Regions from separate parts of the Lactuca sativa genome. Here region 1 is linked to region 2. Evidence: chromatin contacts called from public Hi-C data. All regions are on one chromosome and are shown on one strand. Each heading gives the region's core, a stretch centred on a gene start, on an enhancer-like site or on the middle of the called end of the contact. The rest is flanking DNA. Distances are from core to core; before and after follow the strand shown. Region 1 holds the start of LOC111889787. Region 2 holds the start of LOC111889794 (ras-related protein RABB1c).

Region 1 (5,355 bases), core at 1,836-4,335, 160 kb before region 2:
TGTATTGTACTAGGATAAAATTTATCATGGGCTAAAGGAGATGGGCCAGATAGGTGACTGATCTTGCAAGGTTATAAGAGCAAACGGACTAACGATGACAAAGGACTGATTTGGTGAAATTCAAGGTAATAGATAAAGTAAGTGTTATATACATTAGGACTTTCTTTTTCGGACCAAATGACATGTCCGATGAAAGTAAATGACCAATTTACCCTTCTGTTTACAAATGATGCCGAATGATAAAGCATTACGAGCATCCACATCCAACTGAAACACCATCCATGTGATTTGGAAATTAAACTCGATACAAATCATACCAAATCCTCAGGAACCTGAGGGTTGTGTCTATGCCTCTCTTCTTGGGTCACAATTGGACCTTTTGTGTCCACGGTTCCAACCGAACCCTGACCCTTACGCCTACTTTTCGAACTACCCCCACCCTGTCCCTGGCTCGCTATAATTCCCGACTGAAGTGCCTCAAGGTACAATACCTTCACCAAATTCTTCAACTTCCTCCTAAAAGTTGGCAATCTAGACATCGAACCCATTATACCCTGCAACCTGTAATCAGAACATGCATTGGACTGAGACTGAGACTGATAATGATGTTGATTCAATAAGATGTGAAATATAACATACCGTCGTATGATAGCTTGTAATTGTGCTCTTCTGACATGATCCGCGGATGGGAAACCGGTATCATCCCAATCTTCGGGTCTCTCGTTCTTATTCCTCATCACGAGCTTTTTCAAACAAAACTCTTCATCTTCACTCAATTCAAGCCCCTTGATTTGCTCCTTCATTATCAAAAGTGGCCCAATGAACCACTCAAATACTTTATCCCTCGGTAAATTTGTCCTCGTTAGCTCCACCTCATCCGCTAAAACAACAATTACAAATCATACAAAAAGTCTTTCGCGACAAAAATTACGGGTGTCGCTAATGGTTAGCAGAACTTACAAATAATTAAACCCGATGATTCAGATTTTGCTGAAGCGAGAAGACACTGTAATATAGACCATGCGGGTAATTTGATCCCTAGTTTCTTACATTTCCCCTTCACTATACATTCTTCAATGTCTTTAACTTCTATCAAACCATCGCGAAAAAGTATTCTTCCATTCACCTCACATGACTTGAACAACCAATCCCAAACTTGCACAGGTGTGTACTGTTGAAGAGCCTGTTTCAAAGTTTTTGAACGTTGTGAAACCAATCTTGACCCTCTTGAGCTTTCCTTTTCGTTCTTCATATCAATTGAATTCCTTCTCTCTAATCCATCAGATGCTTTCATGTTCTCACGATATCTTGGTCTGCAATTGAAAAGATTTCCAGAAAAAAAAAACCATCAAGAATACGATCAAAATTGAAAAGTAGTGACCATATATAGTTATATACGTATACCTAGGAAAGCATGATCCTTCTCTTAAGTAAAGCAAGTCGTTTGTGTACTCATCAAACAATGAAACCACAGCCACGATGTACGCAAATCCAAACTTGATTGAATCTTCCTGAAAAAGAAAAGCAGATTTAGCGACTTTGTGTTACGAATTTGGAATTAGTGATGGGTTTCTGGTTTTTAGTCAAACCTGGTGGACGATTATGGCGCTATATAGAGCAAGACCAAAACTGGAGAAAAGAGATGCGATTACAGCTCCGGCGACTGCTAAAGGCCATAAGACGATGGCAAGTCCGGCGAAAGGCACACAGACAGTTTCCAGAAAAGGGCCTTCTCTCCCGATTAAGTCTTCCAATAGTCTCTTCCATCCGATAATCAACATGTATGGACTCTTCCATAGAGCAACGCCGGTTATCAGAGGTACGTCGATGGCGATGGCGATGGGGATGATGAATAGACTCTTTGGCAATTTGGATAATCTGTGATGTCATCGGAAAAGTTCGGAAATCCATGAATTTTACAAACTGGGTGTTGTTGAGAACTATAAGAAAGATTGGATTTTTATCATTTTAGGTACCTGATGTCGACTGGTTTCTCGCCGGCGGGAATTTCTTCACTGAGATCGTCCATGAATGAGAAGTAAGAATGGAAGCAAAAATCTGTAAAATCTCGAACCACAGTGCAACTTCCTTCGAGTGTAGAAAAACATCCATCCTGAAGCAAGAAATCAGAAGAGAAATTGTTGACGATTCATTAATCGGGATTTTTTGATGTTTGATAATAGTGCTACTTACAACAAAGCAATGGAAGCACTTGTCTTTGTGATCTGTGCCAATAACTTCAAAGGTAGCGATTAACGGAGAGAAAAACCCAAAACCTATTCCGCCGAGGAGGCTACCGACGATGGCGACAACAGGCCATAGTACAAGAGGAAGAGGTAAGAACAGAAGAACAAGCAATTTCAACACCCATCCAACCCTTTTAGTCCTGCAAATTCAGTATCCAAATAGATCTGAGAATTGCGATATGAAATAATTACTAATTGATTCTATTTTTCTGAGTTCTGACGAAGTTACTTGAGAACACAGTAGTATGTCCAGAAGAAATGCGCCGGCAAAAGTCCGATAGCTACCGACGAATTTCCGACCACCATTATCACTACCACAATTGGGCCAATTATCACCCCTGAAACTCAAAGATTGTCGATTTCTTAAATGGTGATTGTGAAACTTTTCACCCATAAACTTCAAAATGGATTTTTTTATACCTTTAAGCAGACCGAGAGAAAGGAGGAGGAGGAAGAAAGGAAGGAAGGAGACGAAGCTCCATAGTTTAGCGATAAACCCTCTTGGTACTTTCATTCTCTAATCAATCTAGAAACATAAGATATTCAATCCCAATTTACAGGGTTTCTTCTTCGTTGGTGTGGATTTAAGAAGAGGATTTATCAAGAACTCTAAAATATCGAGCAATTATCAGGTTTTCATCTCTTTGTCTTATTCTGAGGTGTGCGATTAAGGGTTGGGGTTCATCAAGAACTCTGGATTAGAAAACAGAGAGAGAATCTGTGCGTGATTCAAACAGAGGAATCAAAGGGGATGATTTGGTTTGTGTAATTTAGGTATAAGGGTTTGACTGTACCAAACTCCAACTTTTCGTAATAAGTTCTTAACTTCTTTTTCTGAAAAAAGGAAGAGAGTGGATGAAGAAAGGAGATTACGTGGAGCACAGCCATGGCTGTTCTTTGCACGTGTCTGCCTTAAAATAGCTTCCCGCCACAACACCAATGACAGTTTACACAACCACGGTTGTCGCGGCTTTTTGTCGCTTTCTTCGTAACTGACGTTTTCTTCTTTTCCTCTTTACAATTTAATAATATATATTTTAAATTTTAAAAGAAGTTACAGGTTTCAAACTATACTATAGCATGTCGTTATCTAATTTATATGCGAAATACAACATTCATTAGTCATCATCTTTACTATTCATCTTGTATTTTTATAAATAGCAAAATTAAACATTTTTCTTAAATCGAAATTAACATCCACAAAATAAATACTAAACATAAGCACTACATTACTGAAAAAGAAAGCCATATAATAGTAATTGTCTTTGATTTTTTAAGAAAGTTGATTCAGGAAAGTGATGGACGTATCAATGAAATGAAAAGGTTACAAGAACTTGACGAATTAATCTTCAGATTTTTTGACTCTTATTTATTTTTTAATTTCACATATTATTTTTTTATATGTTTAAAAGATTTATAGAATAAAAACAAATTATAATATCTATAACTTTTTTTTGTTAACGGCATCTTGTTTGGAATATTTCTAGGTATCCACCTCCTCCATTCTTGTTTCTAGGTATCATATGGGCTATATATGGAGGGTCTAGAACAAGAAGATTTTCGAACAAATAATTACATGACACATATTGATTATTTTAGAGGATACAAAACTCAGGGGATGCCCTTCTTATATATGGATCTCAATTCTCAAGTCTGACTAAATAAAAGAAAATTAAATTAGATCGGTTTAAATGGCTGTGTGATCTCATCTTCCACATCACATCATTATATAACAGGTTGTGCCTTCTTATTGGTCATTGCATTAACCTGTAACTCTTGTTTAGGGAAGATGAAGAGTATCTCAGAATGCTACATCTCCCTTTACTTTAACTGCAATCTGGACACACACATCTATATAAGCATATCCCAATTACTGTGTGTTTCAATGCGTGTTTTTAATAGACATGAACATATCAAACAGAAAAGAAAGATGGATCGCTTGTTATAACAGTTCCCAGAAGATATTACTCATGGCCGGTCCTGAGGATTCAAATGCCTAGGACAAGCCGGGAAAAAAAAGGCCCTTGGGCCCTAACATGTAATGAATGAATGATCGATTGTCACCAAGGGCGGAACATAACCATTAAAACTAAAGAGACCGAGATACCAAAGGAAGCGAATACATATTATTTTTCAAAAGCTAATTTATATTTTTATTTAGTATGATGTTACTAGAAATGGAAAACAAAATCATATTTTACAACTATTCTATTTTATCCATATTAGCATTTTCAATCAATTCGTCTTTCGCAATTGAAATAACAAATGTTTAAAGTACATTCATCCTCTAGTAAAACTAAAACAAAATTGACAATCTTAAAATTAACAAATGATCCATAATTCAGAAGGAACACATAGTCAAGTTAATGCCGGTTTATTGTTAATTTATTGTTGTTTAAAAGAAAAAAAAAGGAATCCAAAAAAAACCTTTTAATTCCAATATACTAATAGAACCTGAAAAGCAAAAGTTGTCAAAAGAAAAAGCTTTTAGCTTTTTACCTTGTACACTTTTAGCTTTCTACTCTACTATGACGTAGCATTGAATAGGCGACAAGAGTTTTTCGTATATCAATGACAAATAATAAAAACACATTCAAATAGAGAGGCACGAGATATATTAGAGAGAGGGAGAGTAATACACATACAGTGAGAGCTCCAAACAGCGAGATCTCTGAATCTGAGATGGGCGAGATGCGTATTCGATCAGAGCGACGCACTGGGGCTATGGGGGAGAAGGTTTACGGCATTGACCGGAGCCATCTTTAAGGCGGCGACAAGAACTAGAGTACCATGGTTAGGGTTTTTAGTTTTTACATTTTAGATTTGTTTTCTCTGTTATTTGTGATTTTTGTAAAAGTTTAGATGATCTAAAATTTGTGGGCTTTCTGAATTCGATGAGTTTAAATGTTGATTATGATTTGTAAAATTTTAATTTTTAGATTTCAGATTACTAATTTTTTTATAGATTTTATCGGGTTATTTTTTTAGATTTTATCGGGTTAGAATACTCTTAAGTCTTAACAGTTTACTCTCAAAATCTCGAAGTGTATCTTATATTTTTTTTTGGGCCCCTAAAGAATTTGGGCCCTGTGCAAATGTCCCTTTTGCC
Region 2 (5,109 bases), core at 905-3,404:
TTCTAAAACTCTAAAAAAAAACAACAAACGGGAAGCAACGATTAGTGTAGTTGGACCGTAGATGTTTCAAAAATGAATTACTCAAAAGAGATGAGTAGGAAATATAGTTTCGTGATTTGTAAATAACTAAATATACTCTACTTTTTATTTATTTGTTTTATTTCATTTTAGCATGATGGTTCAACTATTTAACACAGAAGTGAGATAAACAAAATAGTCCAATAATTTATAAAATAGAAAATCAATAGGCATATTGTATATATAAGTTTTTGGTATTTTATGTTATTTTTGATTAAGTGTGATGGTTTGGAAAGTGAATAGTACATACATAATTGATGTTAGATAATTAGCAACAAGATTCTTCATTTTTGGCATTATTTTCTAGATTTTTTTGGATATCCGAATGAAAACTAATTAAAACTAGCACTAGCAGTAGTTCATTCGTAGAATCTTACGATTCTAATTCAATTTTACGATCACGATTTTGCAAACCTAAAAAAAATTATATATAGAGTCTTGATTTTGCAAACCTTGTCTCCTTGGACCTGCTACATACGCTACTCGTTAGATCCCTTCACGGGTGATGACTTTTGGACATGACCGATCCAAACGTATATAGGGCCCGGAGCGAAAAGAAAAAAAATGGTCCCCAAAGACAAATATAATAAAGATTAAAAAAAAGATATCATTTATTTTTCACTGTAAACGCGTTCAATTATCAATAACAAACAAACATATTTGTTTATTTTTTGAGCTAGTTTGAGTTTAAACTAACTTTAAACCCTAAAAATCATTTAGGTAATAATTTTTTTTATATATATATGCACTACATAGCCCATAAATTTTGGGCCCCTGGAGACGTTGGCCCTGAGCGGTCACCCGGGTTGCCCACCGTCTGGACCGGCCCTGCTCTTGGAACCTCACCAGAGACGCTCCCCTCGGACCCTTGTTACCTTATGCGAGTGTGTACCATGCAGATATCAGACTTGCATTATAGCTAAAACTAACATATAGTTGTCTCTAGTAATATGATTATATTAAATGCTTAGTGGAATTAAAACGCCGACGATTGTTAAGGTTGAATTTATTTAAAATTAAGACATTGTCTAATCTTATGATAAATCATTGTTGTTGAGTACGTGTTTTTACTTTTATCAATGACCTTAAATGTATTTGGGCTGGTCACTAATAATTTAAAAGTCATTATCAAAATATGTTATTAGGCCGCTATACATTGCTTTCATCAAGAGAACTAATGCTTTTTTCATATACCTTTGAGCAAATACTTAATAATACTTCATGAATGACTTGCCTTTTAGCCTTTCGTATCTCATACCCACTTTGGTCAAAGCAAATAAAGAAGGGCAAAAAAGAAACAAGATACATCAAATATTCTTATAACAAACAACCATTATTCCACATAAATTATCATGGTGTTTTTGTTGTTTACTTTGTGTTAAAAGTACTATTTGACACATTTAACATGATTAATCAACGAAATTCACACAAAACTCTTAATCCCACACGATTGTAACATCTTTAGCATTTCGATTATCGACCAATGAGGCATATGTCTCATTGTATTTGTTGTAAATTCTTAACTATACCTTATATTACATGATGGTATATGCTAATGCGTGTAATGCAAAGATTAATGAGTTTATCTTTATCTCTAAATAAGTCAAAATTACAACATCTAAGATATACTTTGAACACAAAACTAATTTATTACACTAACAATTGATTTCACTTAATAAAATGACCTAAAATATTGTATAGATTTAACTATATTTCAATTGATCTTTGATATAATTGACATGTTAATGATAAAGATGACTCAAACAAGACCTAAATTATCCCGTTTATGACTGATCTGTAACTAAATAAAAGCTAAATTTTAAATATGGTCTCTATGGTTTTCAATTTTTGCACAATCGGTCCCTCACCGATGTAATTTTACATAGACGAATAGGCAGCGATTGTGAAATAATTGGAAACTATATAAACCAAAAACCATTTCAAATTTACTCATAAATAAATGTACTTTAACAAGTGGGTTCAAGGTATATTCTAATTGGGCCTTCAACTCTTTAACTTTGGGCTTTTGGCAAGATCTCTAAAAGTTGCTTCCCAAATACAGCGAAGCAAACACGATTTCAATATTTCGTTGTATTCGCATCACTGTTCTTATTTCTTTCAGACGAAGGATTTCGTTTTCCAATCTCTTCAGGATTTTTTTTCTTCTTATAGAGAATCACATTGATCTCTGACGCTCTAGAAACAGTTAATCTTCAATTTGAGTTCATTCGATTTGGTGTTGTTGGTTCGATTTGTTTCGTCGTGAATTCTGAAAGATCTAAAGAATTATGTCTTACGCCTACCTTTTCAAGTACATCATCATAGGAGATACAGGTATACGATCTAATTTCAGTTTAAATTTCTGATTGTTTGATTAATCGTCGTTTCCTTATGCGTACAATCAAGCTTTGGTTCTGAGTGTGGTGTTTTGTATAATGTTAAATGACTTAATGCGGATACGATATCAGTAGAGACAGTTCTTGATTGTGATATCTTTCGTTCACTTTTTAGGTATTTGTTTCATTATGCTCGTTTTTTCTATTCATTATGAATCATATGTTTATCTATTCCAATGGTTATTACTGTAACACTAGACACTCAGTTATACTTCTATTTAATGATTTTTACAGCCTGTAACCAGAGTCGTATATGTCAAACTTAAAACTGAAACAACTTCAGATGTGATTATACTTAAGGAATCTGAAACAATTGAGCAGAAACTTGATTTTATGTAGACTTAATCTTTCATCATGATGATAATTGATACATGTCTTAAACTCAAAGAGGATTATTACAAGACTCGTTGGAGGTTATAAGTATAAATTGCACAAAATTTGCAGTCATAATCTAATTTCAGATTCATGATTTGGTTTGAAACATGTGCACAGGGGTTGGAAAATCATGCCTTCTTTTGCAGTTCACAGACAAACGTTTTCAACCAGTTCATGATTTAACAATTGGTGTAGAATTTGGTGCAAGAATGATCACCATTGACAACAAACCAATAAAGCTACAAATCTGGGACACGGTTTGTCATTCACTTTCTCTACCTTTTCTATTCTTTCCACTCCAAAATCATTTTTTTTTCTTAATTTTTTTCTCACTCAATCAATTATTCCTTTTTTTTAAAATGACAGGCGGGCCAGGAGTCCTTTAGATCTATAACAAGATCTTACTACAGAGGCGCTGCTGGCGCACTTTTGGTTTATGACATCACCAGGTATGATTCCATTATAAGTAACACAGTCACAATCACAATCACAGTCAGAAACAGACACAGTCACAGTCATAGTTACAGAGTTACAAGTCAGAGTCACGGTGACAGTGACAGTGACAACTAATGTTGTGTGTATGATGGATGATGGATGATGTATGATGGATGATGGATGATGTAGGAGGGAGACATTCAATCATCTTGCAAGTTGGTTGGAGGATGCAAGGCAACATGCAAATGCAAATATGACGGTTATGCTAATTGGCAACAAATGTGATCTTGCACACAGACGAGCTGTTAGTGCGGAAGAAGGAGAACAGTTTGCAAAAGAAAATGGTCTAATTTTCATGGAAGCCTCAGCAAAAACAGCACAGAATGTTGAGGAGGTAAAGCATACACCATGATAATGGAATATAATGACTCATTCTCTTATTACTTTTTTTTTTTTTGTTAATTTCCATTTCTGATTTACAAGTTCTCTTTCAGGCATTTATAAAAACAGCTGGAACAATTTATAAAAAGATTCAAGATGGAGTTTTTGACGTATCAAATGAGGCACGTCTAACCTTTTCCTTCATACAAATTTGATACCATTGTACTAATAAAATTGCATATTTTTTGTCCCATACAAAAAGACGTAAATACCCTTTCATTCGTAGTAAAAAAAAATAGCCATCTCATATTTTTCTTTTTTTGGTGTATGGCAGTCTTATGGGATTAAAGTCGGATATGGTGGGGTTCCGGGGCCATCAGGAGGAAGAGAGGGCACCCCTCAGCAATCAGGAGCCTGTTGCAGTTAAAATGACGAAAAAGTCCTTGGCTTAATGCATCCTTGCATCACATGACCACAGTATTTCTGGCTTTTTTTTTTTTCGTTACTTATGATTAGCTCTTCTTTTATGGGTGTAAAATTGGTGTTAGTTTATAATCTGATAAATTAGTATATATTTACTTTATTTACCTATGCTATTGATATGGTGAATTTGGTTCAAATTCATCTTTGTGATTTGTAGGATAGGGCCCACCATTTTGTAACTGTCCAACTGCTTTGTAGCTTTGTAATTGCCCACAAATCACAGCCATCAGATGAAATATGATCCGAGGGTTGTGATCAAGTTCTTAGGTACTCATAAATATTTAAGTTTTAATTTGAACTTCATTCACTAGCATACACATGCTTTATATATGGGCTAGTCACTAATTTGATAAAAATGGGAAAAGGGTTTATCACATGATAACAATCATTTCTTCTTCCATCACAAACGACTACTTGTTTTGCGAATATGGATCTCCTGCTTCTCCACTACAAAGAAATAGTCTAAATGTCTTATTTTGTGAATATGTAACCAACCATTGTGTGCCAAATATGGTGTTCGAATTACCCAATTGAATGGGTAAAAAATCTTCGGTAATGATTGGCTTATTTGAATTCTCGCACAACCACAATGTTCTAACTCTTTTTTTTTTCTTGCATTTATTGCCCGACATATATTTCTGATCACATCGGTAACACAAACCACAAACTCTCTTTTGTTGCAATTTGGTATCCGAAAGCCTTCTAAATTCTCCACATTCCTTGCTTCATGATTGGCTTTTTTGAAATTGAGTTCAAAATTCTTGTTGTCTTCTAAACTTTGATCGGTAGTTATTTTAAAATTCGATTTATAGAACATATTCCGATATATTATTTTTTCCAAGAAGTTCGATACTTCCATGTAGTTCTTTTGGCCCATTATCCTTAATTTTTAGGTTCCAACTCATTTACAACCGACTTATGAATACATCAATTATCAGGAGTATAGCCACAAGTTCTAGCT

The links. Hi-C and Micro-C count contacts between places; a contact is called where the count stands out from the background.
Region 1: a contact with region 2 is called in a Hi-C map of seed, with 5 times the contacts expected there. The contact joins the promoter of LOC111889787 here to the promoter of LOC111889794 in region 2. A contact is called at or near these places in 3 of 4 Hi-C or Micro-C datasets (leaf and seed).

The regions. Positions count from the first base shown.
Region 1 is chr9:187,584,425-187,589,779 of Lsat_Salinas_v11, reverse strand. It overlaps LOC111889787, which reads right to left and starts at 3,085. Exons shown (of 9, transcript XM_023885940.3): 1 at 2,667-3,085; 2 at 2,476-2,584; 3 at 2,194-2,386; 4 at 1,977-2,113; 5 at 1,590-1,878; 6 at 1,405-1,511; 7 at 961-1,313; 8 at 640-880; 9 at 110-561. The coding sequence starts at 2,760. The coding sequence ends at 312.
Region 2 is chr9:187,428,627-187,433,735 of Lsat_Salinas_v11, reverse strand. LOC111889794 (ras-related protein RABB1c) reads left to right here and starts at 2,154. Exons shown (of 6, transcript XM_023885946.3): 1 at 2,154-2,412; 2 at 2,967-3,106; 3 at 3,216-3,298; 4 at 3,474-3,678; 5 at 3,779-3,847; 6 at 4,000-4,461. The coding sequence starts at 2,367. The coding sequence ends at 4,092.